3 separate regions of the Mus musculus genome follow, and regions 2 and 3 are each linked to region 1. A link is a contact called in public Hi-C and promoter capture Hi-C data. All regions are on one chromosome and are shown on one strand. The core of a region is the stretch at or near the end of the contact, and the rest is flanking DNA. Distances in the headings are between cores, read along the strand shown. Region 1 has its middle 83 kb from the start of Tnfaip3. Region 2 has its middle 36 kb from the start of Gm33104. Region 3 holds the start of Ifngr1 (interferon gamma receptor 1).

Region 1 (3,500 bases), core at 944-3,443:
ACAGCTACAAACCTTCTGTCTACAATGGTGGCCTGACCTGCTATGCTGGTACAGTAGCACCAGAAGGCTTGTGGGAGTAACCAAGCAACATCTTATTTGAGTTAAGGCTCACTCCATGACATGGAAGCCACACTAAATGCTGCTTGGGTGGCCAAGAACCTGAGACTACATAGGCCTGGGACCTAGAGGAAAACTAAATGCTACTGTCCTGTCAAAGGAATGCAGCAATACAATGGCTAATGACATTCTTCTATACTCATAGATCCACCCATTTTTTAGCTATCATCATAGAAGCTTCCTCCTGTGAGAACTAATATAGATACCCACAGCAAGACAATATGCAGGGAATGAGAGAGTTTGAAACATTCAGAATTAAATGGGATAATTCCATCAAATTCCTCCACTCAAGGCTCAGGAAACTGCAGAAAATGAGGCAGAAAGAAAGAGTGTGCGTACCAGAGGGGAGAGAGGAGACCAAGGAAATAAGGCCTTTAGATAGAATAAAGCTGGCATGTATATGAACTCACTGAGGCTGAAGCAACATGCACAGATACAAGCCAATGGCGTCCCAGCACTGAAGTAAGGAAGTAGAGATGAATTCTCATCCCCAGCCATGAAGATATCATCAATTAATAACTTTTCAACAGGGAAAAGGTAGTTTCTCCAAGGGACTCTCACTAGACAAAACTCACATAAAGGCAGGCCCCGTGCCCTGCAGTAGATCACCAACACAAAATTTCATCAAAGGTTTATTTGGATATTTATTTTTGTTTGAGCCTTTTTTTTCTTACTGATCTTTTGCTTGCATTTTACTGTTTCCAATTTTGTGTTTAATGGTGTATATGTGTGTGTTCATACATATATATCACATATATGTGTGTGTCTATTGTGCATATGTGTGGGTGCTTGTGTATATGCATTTCTCATGCTCTTTATTCCCTTTTTGTTGCCTTTTAGTTTGTTATATTCTTGTTTGTTTGTCTTTTCTATATGCCTGGGTCTTTTTCTTAAGAGAGAGAGAGAAAAATAATAGCATGGAATTTGAGGAGTGGAAATGAAGACAGGATCTGGAAGGAGATGAGGGAGGAGAAACAGTAATCAGAATATATTATATGAAACAAAATATTTTCAATTAAAAAAAGAAAGAAACCCAGCAGGCAAATATCGAAACTTTTCCACTTGGATTGTCTTTATCGGAGCTACCAAAGATGCCCCCACTCTAAAGGAGAGCTCGTCCCCTTCCACCTGTCCTTTCAGGAAATACCCTTAGGAGCCCTCCAACCCTCAGAGTCTCTCAGTCGACTTCACATATAATCAACGTGATACCCAAGATTAACAATAAAAATAAGTAAGATTGTTATTGATTCCCTTCTGCTTTCAAGGGACTTACCCCCAGGCTGTAATAGGATTTATTCCTGGAAGTCTCAGCTCCTATCTGGTGCCCAGGGTCTTCTTCCAATTCGTCACTTTATGAAGAAGCTTTCCGGTGAGTCCCATACTTGGGCAGCTGTTATTTCTCTCTGTTCAGCTATCTTCCTCTTGCCTTCTAGACTCAACTTTAGAAAGCTGGCCAACATCGCTTCTCATCTGTTTATGGAAATGGAACTTGAGACTCAGAAATCAGGTAGATACCCATGTTGGTATCCCAGGTATTGCAAGTAGGGAAGTCAACACTGAGAATCAGTATATTTGTCAATTTTGCATTAATGTAACCAAATACCCACCAGAAATAACTTAACTGAGGAAAGATTTGTTTCACTCATGACTTTAAAAGATTCCAGTCCATTTACAGTGAAAAAGCATGGTAGGACCTCAGTCTGTGCCAGAGGAGTTTGATGGTCACATGGCCAGTTAGCAGAGAGAGCAGGCTGGACCCATGGAGGATATAACCTCCAAGGCCCATGTCTACTGATCTACTTCTGCCATCCAGACTTTACTTCCTAAAGACTAAGCAGCCTTCTAAAACAGTGTCAGCATGGGAATAAATGTTCAAAATATGAGCCTGTGGAGGACATTAAAACCAAAACACTGTATTTGGCTCCATGCCTCAACTTACCCTGACCCACAGGTTCACTATCCCTATTTCTTCTTCCCAGTGCAAGAAATTTTTCTCTCTCCTGCCTGATACTGACAGAAACAGGAAACTGTCGGTTCTTCATTGTTTTGTTTCCTCAGACCCAAGAACATAAGGGAAGTAGTTTCCTGTATTGCTAAAAGTAGAGTTTTTGAAGCAACAACTGCTACCATGAGGTGATTTTTGACTGTGTATATTTGCCCATTTTAGTTCTTTAGAGCAAGCTCTTCTCCATTTTCTATAAATATAGTCTAATTGGACCATAGCCACACCCATCTATTTACACAGCACCAATGGCTTTCTTCACATTACAGCAACAAAGTTAAGAAATAGAAGCTGATACCACAGTGCCCACAAAGCAAAAGTGTTTACCCCCTGGCCCTTTGCCAAAAGAAGTTTTCCAGTCCCCGTTTAGAACCTTAGTCCAAGCAGAATCAGCTGAGGACATTGTCTTGGGGTCAGAGCAGAAAATCCAGTCAGAATCCACTGTCATGTCAACTGCCAAGGTTTACAGACTCTTCTAAACAGCTAAGTTTCCATTTTGTAAAACAATATCTAGAATAAAAGCATGTTCTTAAGAGTTATAAGAACATGCAAATGACAACCACAGATGACAGCCTAAAGAGCAGACACTGTGTAGCTCCTGAAAGAAAGCAATTCCTAGGCAGCAGCTATAGTTGTCAATATTACTGATAATCAACTCTCCCTTCCCCTCCCCCTCCCCCTCTCCCTTCCCCTCCCCTCCCCCTCCCTCTCTCCTCTCCCTCTCTCTCTCTCTCTCACACACATTTTCTTTGTGTGTGTGTTTGTATATGTTTATTGTGTGCATATGTGCACACATATATGCAGGTACTTGTGTCTGTGTGTATATGTGGAGTCTAGATGTTGGGTACCTGTTATATCACTTCCTGCCTTATTTTCATGACACAGAGTTTCTCACTGAACCTGGATCAATACTCACCAGCAAGACCCAGAAATATTTCTCTCACTGCCTTCTGTAGCATTGTAGTTACAGGTGTACACTGCCAACCCCTGGAGTTTTACACAGTTTCTGGGGGTTCACACTCAGGCCTTCGTGCTTGCTGTGAAAATGTTATATAGTCCAAATCCCCTCTCATCTAAGCCATGAGAGTAAACCAAGCTGTCAGAAGCATTAAGACATGAGGAAATCCACCTAGCGCACCATCTCCTCGGTCCCTTATGTCAATGCTTTTGTTAAATGTACAAGGGCGTATTAGCATAGCTAAGACTCTGGGAATGATTTCAAGGATATACAAGTTGGCTGTGTGTAATCAATCTTTCTCCAAATTTCCTATGGCCAGAAAATGTCTCTTCAGTATCTCTGGTGGACCGCCAATACATGGTCCTACCCCACGCCTTCTGCGATCTGGCTGTTTCTTTAAGTACTTCATGGTCATGCCTCGTA
Region 2 (3,994 bases), core at 1,382-3,881, 590 kb before region 1:
AACATTGGATGGCATACTTTAAACGATATGATTTACAGAATGGGACCTATCTCAATGAGCGTTTTTTCCATAAAGAACAAGTTTAATTCATAGAAATGTAATTACTTCTCTTTAGAGATGTCTCTAAATGGAAGTTTCTAGGCTTGATGATTTTCTAGATTTCTAGATTTCTAGTTCAAACGGTGACAAACTGCTCCTTTACTGAACATTTCCTGGACAAGCTTCGGGCAGGAACCCTTGCATGAGTGACAGGCCCCAGTCCGCCCTCGGTAGGCCCCCAGCCCTTAACACAATCTAAACATACTGACCTTGGTTTTTCGTTTTTGTTTTTGTTTTCTTTTTTTTTTTTTTTTTCAGGGAACAGTGTCTGCTTTATTATGTATAAACAACCACTTACATAGTGCAAGCCTATCAACTGACTGATTAGTGCATTACCTCAGCTTGGACGGTGGGCATTCAGACCTCCAGGGTCCCTAGGCCTAAGAAGCATATCAAAGCAGACGTGGGGAGTGCAGACTTGTCTGCAGGCCAGCGATCAGCTGCTCTACTTCAGAATCCAGTGTTCTGACTGCAGCAGCACGCTGAGCCTTGCTTCTTATTTAGAAGGCCAGTGTGCCACCATGTAAGCTGGCCACCAGGTAATGCCTGCATTTTCTCCTGCATGGGCTGACTGAAGTAAGTGTGTCACTGAAGGTAGGATCTGCTCGAAACATTTCTAGTTCTCCCTCCCCCTCCCCCTCTCTCCTCCCCTATCCTCCTCCCCCTCTCCCCCCACCTCCCATCTCTGCTTTGTGCTTTACAATCTTGAGTTCTCAAGTTGATGTTCCTATCGTACCATGCTGTCTACAATGATGATGCCATTGTCCCTCTGAAACCGTAAATGCTCATAAACTCTATATTTTTGGGCCTTCGTGCTTGTGCATATGGATACCTGTTCTTGTTAACTGAGGTATGTCCACACAGGATACAGTTTTTAATTCTTCAAAACTCACCCTGAGAAAGGCTCTGGGCTACACTGGGATCCCAAACACCCAGTGTAGTCACAGGCAGGAAAAAAAAGGGGGGGGGCTTTCTATTGACTTAAATCTGAATCTGAATGCTCCTCTCTGGATGGCACTCCATAATACATAAGAAAGAGGCTTGGAAATCTTACTGACAAGAACAGTTGTCTACCTTTATCCACAAAAAATAAATCCCAATGCTCCCCACCATGAATGTCTAAAATTCCATCCATTCTTTCATCCCCCATACGTACACAATACACATAGGCACATGGGTTGGCAAGAACAAGATGGAGTGAACCCTCATCATGCCTAATTTTAATAGTATGTGCTTTAAGACATGAATTATCTCTGGATTTTCCTGTTTAATATTTTCTTTTTGGACCACAGGTAGGATGAGACTACAGAAAGTCAGGTCTGGATAGATAGGGTTGCCATATGTCTTAGCAAGTATTCTATTGCTGTGTAGAGACGCCGTGACCATGGCAACTCTTATAAAGGAAAGAAAGCATTTAACTGGGGACTTGCTTACAGTTTCAGAAGTCTGGTATATTATCAGCATTGCAGGAAGCATGGTGACACATTGGTAGACATGGTCCTGGAGGAGCTGAGAGTTCTACAACCAGATCAGCAGGCAGCAGGCAGGAGAAAGACACTGGGCTTGGCTTGAGCGTTTGAAATCCCAAAGCCCACACCAGTGACACAGTTCCTCCAAGGAGGCCTCATCTGCTCCAACAAAGCCTCATCTCCTAATCCATTGGAATCCACACCCTAATGATTAAGCATTCAAGTATATGAGCCTGTGGGGGCCATTCCTGTTCAAACCACCACACCATAATATCATCTGCTCCATAAAACCAGCAAATGAATGTATTATTTCAGAAAATCTTCCCAATCTTAATAAAGATGTTAAGTGTGGGGATTTGGGGTATTGAAAGCCTTGTGGGGAACCAGCAAGTCTGCGGGATGCAGTAGTACAGTGTGTGAATATGATCGTGTGTTAGTTTCTCTTCTCATAGATGTAACAAAGTGGCTCCCAAAAGCCACTTAGAGAAGGAAGGCTTTATTGGGAACACAGTCCATCAGTGTGGAGAGAAGGAAGCCTTTATTGGGAACACAGTCCATCAGTGTGGAGAGTCACTAACAGGATCTTCCCATGCCACTTGTGTCTGTGGTCAGCAAGTAGAGAAGAATGTTGGTGCCATCTTTACATCCTAGCTCACAGGATGGTGTTGCCCGCAGTTGCATGCACTTTCTTCAGGTTGGACATCCTCCCAGGCCTGGTTAACAGATGTGTCACCTGGCGATTCCAAATCCAGTCACATCCACAATGACGATTAGCCACCACAGTCAGGTCTCAATGGCAAATGTTAGGAGCCGACAGAGTGTTGAAAGTCAGTCAGCGCTGGGAGAGCTGAGGTCCTCTGGAGAGAGGCACATTTAAGATTTTATATCAAGTGCTGTGTAGAGAGTTTGGAGGGAAGCAAGGAGGAGAGAAGTACTGTATCAGGGCTCAGCTGTCTTGGGAGATCCTGAGAGAGAAAAAGACACAAATTACAGATATGTCTGGCAAACCACACAAGAGCAATGTGTTCTGTCTGTCACACTGTGGTTTTGTTTCTTTGAGGAAGAACTGGCTTCCCAGGCTAAGCATTAAATGCCTTTGACTTGGCATAATTTCCTCCTTTAGAAGTCTCACTCAGAGGAAGCTGGGCACAGGCAACAAGCAGGGAGCCCTCGGCTTTGACTTTTTCTTTTTTGTCCTCTTAACTCGGCACTTTCCTTTGGGACAGTGTTTCTGGTTTGGTTTTGGTTTCTAACTACATTTACCTCTTTCTCTCTCTCTCTCTGTGCTCATGTCTCTCTCTTCTCTCTGTCTTTCTCTGTGTCTGTGTCTGTCTCTCTTCTTTCTGTGTCTGTCTCTGTCTCTGTCTGTGTCACTCTGTCTTGGTCTCTGTCTCTCTGTCTCTGTCTCTGTGTGTGTGTGTGTGTGTGTGTGTAAAATCTACAAGAGTTGATTGATTCTCTCCTTCCACCATATGTGTTCCAGAGACTGAACTTAAATCGTCAGACTTCACAGCAAGCGCCTCTACACACTGAGCCATGTTAGCTGTCCTGTGGTTTCCTTTAAAATTCACGCAAAAGTTTATAGTTCTTGTAAAATGCTTTTAGTTTAGACACACACAGACGGAGATTCAGTGTAATAAACCTGGTGCCTTCACTCTGGTGTTGATGATTGGCATGGTGCCTACTCTCTACATTTCCTCCTCCTCCTCCTCTTCTTCCTCCTCCTCCTCTTCTTCCTCCTTCCTCCTCTTTCTATTTTTTCTCCTGCATATTTAAAAGCAAATTCCATGCACACTGCTCTTCCACACTTTGTGTTTAGTGCATCTCTGAGAAGGGATTCTAACCATTTACTGTTATCACACATAAGTGGCAACAGTTCACCCCTATCCTTTAGTACCTAGCTCATATTTGAAGTTTCTGGAATGTTTAATAAATGTCCTTCTTAAAGGTGGGTTTTCTCCAATTCAGATGTCCATACAACAGCCACATGCTCTCTTGCTATTTTTCCTTCCAGTTGATTAAAAACAAATCCTGGATTTGATTGCTGCTTCATGGTGTCAGCACTGTTTAACAGCCACCTACTTCTGCCCTGAACATAAGTTGGAAAGATTTTATGTTCTGTTTGTTCCAGTTCTTGAATTGGTGGCTGGTCCTGGTAGCATCCTGAATCATTCGTGGAAAATAGCAGTTCTTGGATTCATGGAAGCTTTTCTTTTAATATCCCGGCTCTCTCACACTTCCAGCTGATGATGTCAGTGGTGTTGATTGTTGTCTGGCTGTTTACCTAACTGAGAAAAATGTTGGCTTTTCTATCGCATGGCTGTTTTCTGACTCTGTCATTCCTTAGGCTTGGAAACTGGCTTTGCAGAATAACTAATAATTTGGAATGACCGTTCCTTTATCAAGCAGGGCTACTTGGTTCTATT
Region 3 (3,946 bases), core at 374-2,873, 660 kb before region 1:
ATTGCTGGCAGTGGGATGGTTAAGAATTTGTACTCTACCACCTAGTAAGTGGCTCCTACCACTTGGGCAGCCCCGTGTGCCTCACCATGGATGCAGATACCGGTGGCACTTTTAGTAGAGGTGACTGTAGAAATAGATCTGTTATGTGAAAATAGACAGTGCCCAGCATTCAGTAAGTCATAACTATAATTCATCTACCTAGCCCTTGGTACCATGTCTATCCTAAGGGATGTCTAAGGATTTGTTTGCTTAATTTTTTTCCATACATGCATCCTATATTTAATTTAAAATTTTAAATTATGAAAGCACAAGATTTTAATAAGACATTTTCATACATATTGCATACATACCATTATTGCTTCTGATTCATTCCTTAGTTGCTCCTGGCTCTCTGTTTCTGGTCACCTGCCTCCCCCAAGAGTCCTCTCTTCTACATTAATGTCCCATGAGTTTTATTACCCTGCTTTTGCTTGTTTTAAACTCTTCTTCCTCAAGATCTCTTCCTCCCCTCTCATGATTTCCTACACACACTTCTCTGGGGTTGATTTATCATAAGAAAACATGGTAATTGTCTTTTTTAATCTGGCTGTGTAACACAACTAACACTTTTTCTGATTCCACTGTTCTGCAATTATGATTTCATTTTTCTCTATAGCTCAGTGGAACTTCAGTTTGAACATGCACCTCATTTCCTTCATCTGACATCTAGGTGGTTACATCCTAGCTACTGTGAAAATCAGGTCAAGGCAGGATTGGAATCTGCACGCCTAACTGAAGCTCCTGGAAACCATAGGAGGGGTTCAGAGCTGGAACTCGCCTGAGAGTTAAAGAGGTCTCCCCATGCCTTCCAGCAGCTGGAGATTGGGAACTTCTCAGATACTTACGATTAGGGACTGGAAGGGCATGAAAAGTTTTATTGCTGTCTCTAGAGCTCTAATCATAAAGAGGAACTATTCCCAGCATATATGTCCTGGGAATATATAATCATTTGAAATCAAAGGCTCTGAGGATTTAAGCTACGAGAAGAACCCTTGCATCTCAACACTTAAACGCCAGACTAACAAACAAATCAGAATCTCTTAGTATCCGTTGGCACCCCTTTTCCTTCAGAGGATTCCGACTACAGATTGAAAATAAAGTCTGTAAGTCATACACACAATGCCAAACGCTGCCGTGGAAACTAACTGTAAAACAGACCACAGATTTGTGTTGTGTCGGCAAAGAAGAGGCGAAAGCGGCGTGTAAACCGCGGAGCCCCCGGGGCCCCTTGGGGCTGCCTTGCCCAGGGCGGCGCAGCAGGAACGCAGGGACTTCCCAGCCCGGCGCCTCCGGCCTGGCCTCCCGCCCCAGCCCGCAGCGGCTCGGAGAGATTACCCGAGGGAGGCTCAGGATCCTCAGTGCTCGTCAAAGCTCCACTCCCGACCTTCGCAGACAGCATCAGGACCACCAGCAGAATCATCCTGCCAGCTGCCGCCTGCGGGCCCATTCCTGCGCGAGGGACACCTCTGACAGGGGACCCGCGCTGCCCGTGGCCTGGCCTTGGCGTCACGTCCGCCGCAGACTAGTCGCCAAGTCCGCAAGCGGCCTGCCGGGGAGCTGGGTGGGGCCAAAACCAAAGCTTGAGAGACCAGCCTGGGACTGAGGGGCGTGGCTTAAGTGGGAGGCGGAGCCTCACGGGGCAAAGGGTTAAAAGGCAGCTCTTCAGGGGCGGACTCAGGGCGGGGGTCTAGCCAGAGAGGCGGGACCAATACGCAATCTCTTAGAGTTGATTGGAGGTTGGGAGTAGAGGTGGGATGTGAGGCGGGGTCTATACAAGGAGGCGTGTCTTGGCGGGTCTAAAGTGGACTAGGACATGGTTATAGGCGAGGTCTGGACTGGGGAGCCAGGCAGTGCGCTGCGTGGGCGGAGAAGTTTCACTAAGTTGGAGAAGGGGTGGACTAGCCTGAGGTTTGAAACTGTGGGCTCTTCTCTGTATTCAGGACCTGGACTGTGGATACGTTTGAAACTCTGACCGGAACCTTACCTTCTTCAGCCTGACACTACCTTCCTCAGTTCCTCATTCTGGTTATGTAGTAACCTGGGGTTGGAGATTTTTGCCTCAGTCCACAACCAGACACCATGCTTATCTCATCCCTCAGCATGAGGCGTGTTGGAGCCTGAGGTGTTAGAGAAGTTACAAAAATCCTTCTCCAGTTCCCACCAGTTTTGTCCGCGGAACTTAAACTTCTGGTTTTCAAGACAGTTTGTTCAGACTCCCACAACGCAAATCCAATGTGCTTGGCTAGCACTTTATTCTTAGCAAAAACAAACTACCACCACAAAAAGCACATGCCCATTTTAATGATGAAATGTCAAAGGGCGGATCACTAAGTAGTCTTTCATCAAGAGATCGTCCCTCTTGCCTCTCTGACCGCACCGGTTAGTTTAAATCTCTCTCATTCCCCTAAATTCACTTTAGTGACCTTGCACTTACTATAGACAACACTCTTGTGCTGCCTCACTCGCCTCAGCTCTCTTTTATCACCATGTCTGCAAGGAATTTGAATGCAACCCACTCTCCCCTTCTCTTTACTCCACTTTATTTTTAATAACACATTTGCACCCCCTCCTACAATATGCATATTGATTTGATTTTCTCTGCTTCCTAGAATGCAAGCTCTATACCGTAGAGAGAGATACTGGCATGACATTCTCTGAGTCTTCCAAGCAAAATGTTATGAAGACATTCTGCAGACTTGGAGTTACCAGCTAAGGCTTGTTATTTGTCTTGATTAATTAACGAATTAATTATGCTAATAGCCCAGCATTTCTCAGACTTTGACGTCAGGATAAATCTTGGTGACCTTGTGCAGGTTCAGATTCAGTACATATGATTCAGGTTAGACTTCAGTTTTCTGCATTTCTGAAAAAGGTACACAGCAAATGTCTCACCCTTGGTGCTACAGATGTGAGTACTTGGAATAAGAGTTTGGGTGTGCATCTGATATGCACCTCAAGAAAGGCATTTCTGGTCATTGTATGGCACAAGGATAAATTACTGTACTTTGCTGTTTAGGAATATAGAGTAGGAGAGACCGCACCATGCGGCTTGCAGATTTTGTTGTAGTTGAGACTCCATGTGCCCCAGGCTGGCTTACCAGGAAGCAGATTATGAAGTGATGGAAACAGTCCTTGAGAAGTGCTGCTGGGATAAACCTCTGGGATAAACCTCTGGGATAAAAGAGAGGTAGCTAGATCTGATTGTGAAGACATGTCAACCTCACACATTGCTCCAAAGTGGGGATGGCTTTGTAGAGTGTCCTCCATGGGTATAGGAAGTGAAGCGGCAACTTCCCAGCACTGAATACAAGCCAGAACAGGACATGATTTGTGGCTTCCATGCCTTTAGCATCTCCCACTAGAAGACTGGCAGCTGAGGCTGATTACTAGCTGCGCTCCTGCTGGCTGGGAGGGAATGGCACTGAACCTTCCATTTCTGAGGAAGGATCTGGACAAAGCTTCAGATATCACCTGCAGAGCATCCTTCCTTCCAAGGCACTGCCATAGTCCTCTGGAGGCAGAGGATGCTTGGGAGTTAAGTGTTTCCGAGTGCTTCTGTGGATACCCAAGATATAGCTATGCAGTAAAATATTGCCCCGAGGGAGGCAGACACAGCACCTGCCCCCATGGACCTTGTATCCACTGAGGAAGAGGCACTGTAAGGGCAGTATCGATGTTGTGCCAGTTCTCAAGATGAACAATGAGATTACAGTATCAGACGTGCGTGCGTGCATGCGTGTGCGTGTGGGGGGTGGGGCAGGATTGGCTTAGTCTAGATTTTAATGGAGGAATAAACGGCGTTCGTTCGGTGGTTTTATTTGTTGAGTTAGGAGCTCTTGTATGCCAGTCTGTCTGGCTTCACACTCACTATATAGCCAGGGATGACCTTGAGCTTTGGCTAGTCTTG

The links. Promoter capture Hi-C pulls out the DNA fragments that hold promoters and counts their contacts. A called contact is a pair of places that touch in the nucleus more often than the background predicts.
Region 2: a contact with region 1 is called in a Hi-C map of myeloid progenitors, with 4 times the contacts expected there. The contact joins two enhancer-like sites. A contact is called at or near these places in 1 of 39 promoter capture datasets (hippocampal neurons), 33 of 484 Hi-C or Micro-C datasets (B cells, CD4 T cells, the MC3T3-E1 cell line and 16 more) and 1 of 115 datasets of contacts at active chromatin or transcription factors (bone marrow-derived dendritic cells).
Region 3: a promoter capture Hi-C map of neutrophils shows a contact between it and region 1, with 3 times the contacts expected there. The contact joins the promoter of Ifngr1 here to the enhancer-like site in region 1. A contact is called at or near these places in 7 of 39 promoter capture datasets (the 3T3-L1 cell line, the C10 cell line, the HPC-7 cell line and 3 more), 2 of 484 Hi-C or Micro-C datasets (large pre-B cells and pancreatic cancer cells), 6 of 115 datasets of contacts at active chromatin or transcription factors (the 230-238 cell line, bone marrow-derived macrophages, pro-B cells and 1 more) and 1 of 9 other capture datasets (embryonic stem cells).

The regions. Positions count from the first base shown.
Region 1 is chr10:18,930,369-18,933,868 of GRCm38.p6, reverse strand. No RefSeq gene overlaps it. Among named protein-coding and RNA genes, the nearest start is that of Tnfaip3, 83 kb to the left of the region's middle. Within about 2 kb of position 2,193, at least 26 of the 459 cell types and tissues checked have an H3K27ac peak or open chromatin away from gene starts, as enhancers often do. A contact at or near this core is called in bone marrow-derived macrophages, myeloid progenitors, neutrophils and 1 more, where this site is marked.
Region 2 is chr10:19,521,043-19,525,036 of GRCm38.p6, reverse strand. No RefSeq gene overlaps it. Among named protein-coding and RNA genes, the nearest start is that of Gm33104, 36 kb to the right of the region's middle. Within about 2 kb of position 2,631, at least 79 of the 459 cell types and tissues checked have an H3K27ac peak or open chromatin away from gene starts, as enhancers often do. A contact at or near this core is called in myeloid progenitors and regulatory T cells, where this site is marked.
Region 3 is chr10:19,589,626-19,593,571 of GRCm38.p6, reverse strand. It overlaps Ifngr1 (interferon gamma receptor 1), which reads right to left and starts at 1,623. Exons shown (of 7, transcript NM_010511.3): 1 at 1,375-1,623. The coding sequence starts at 1,486.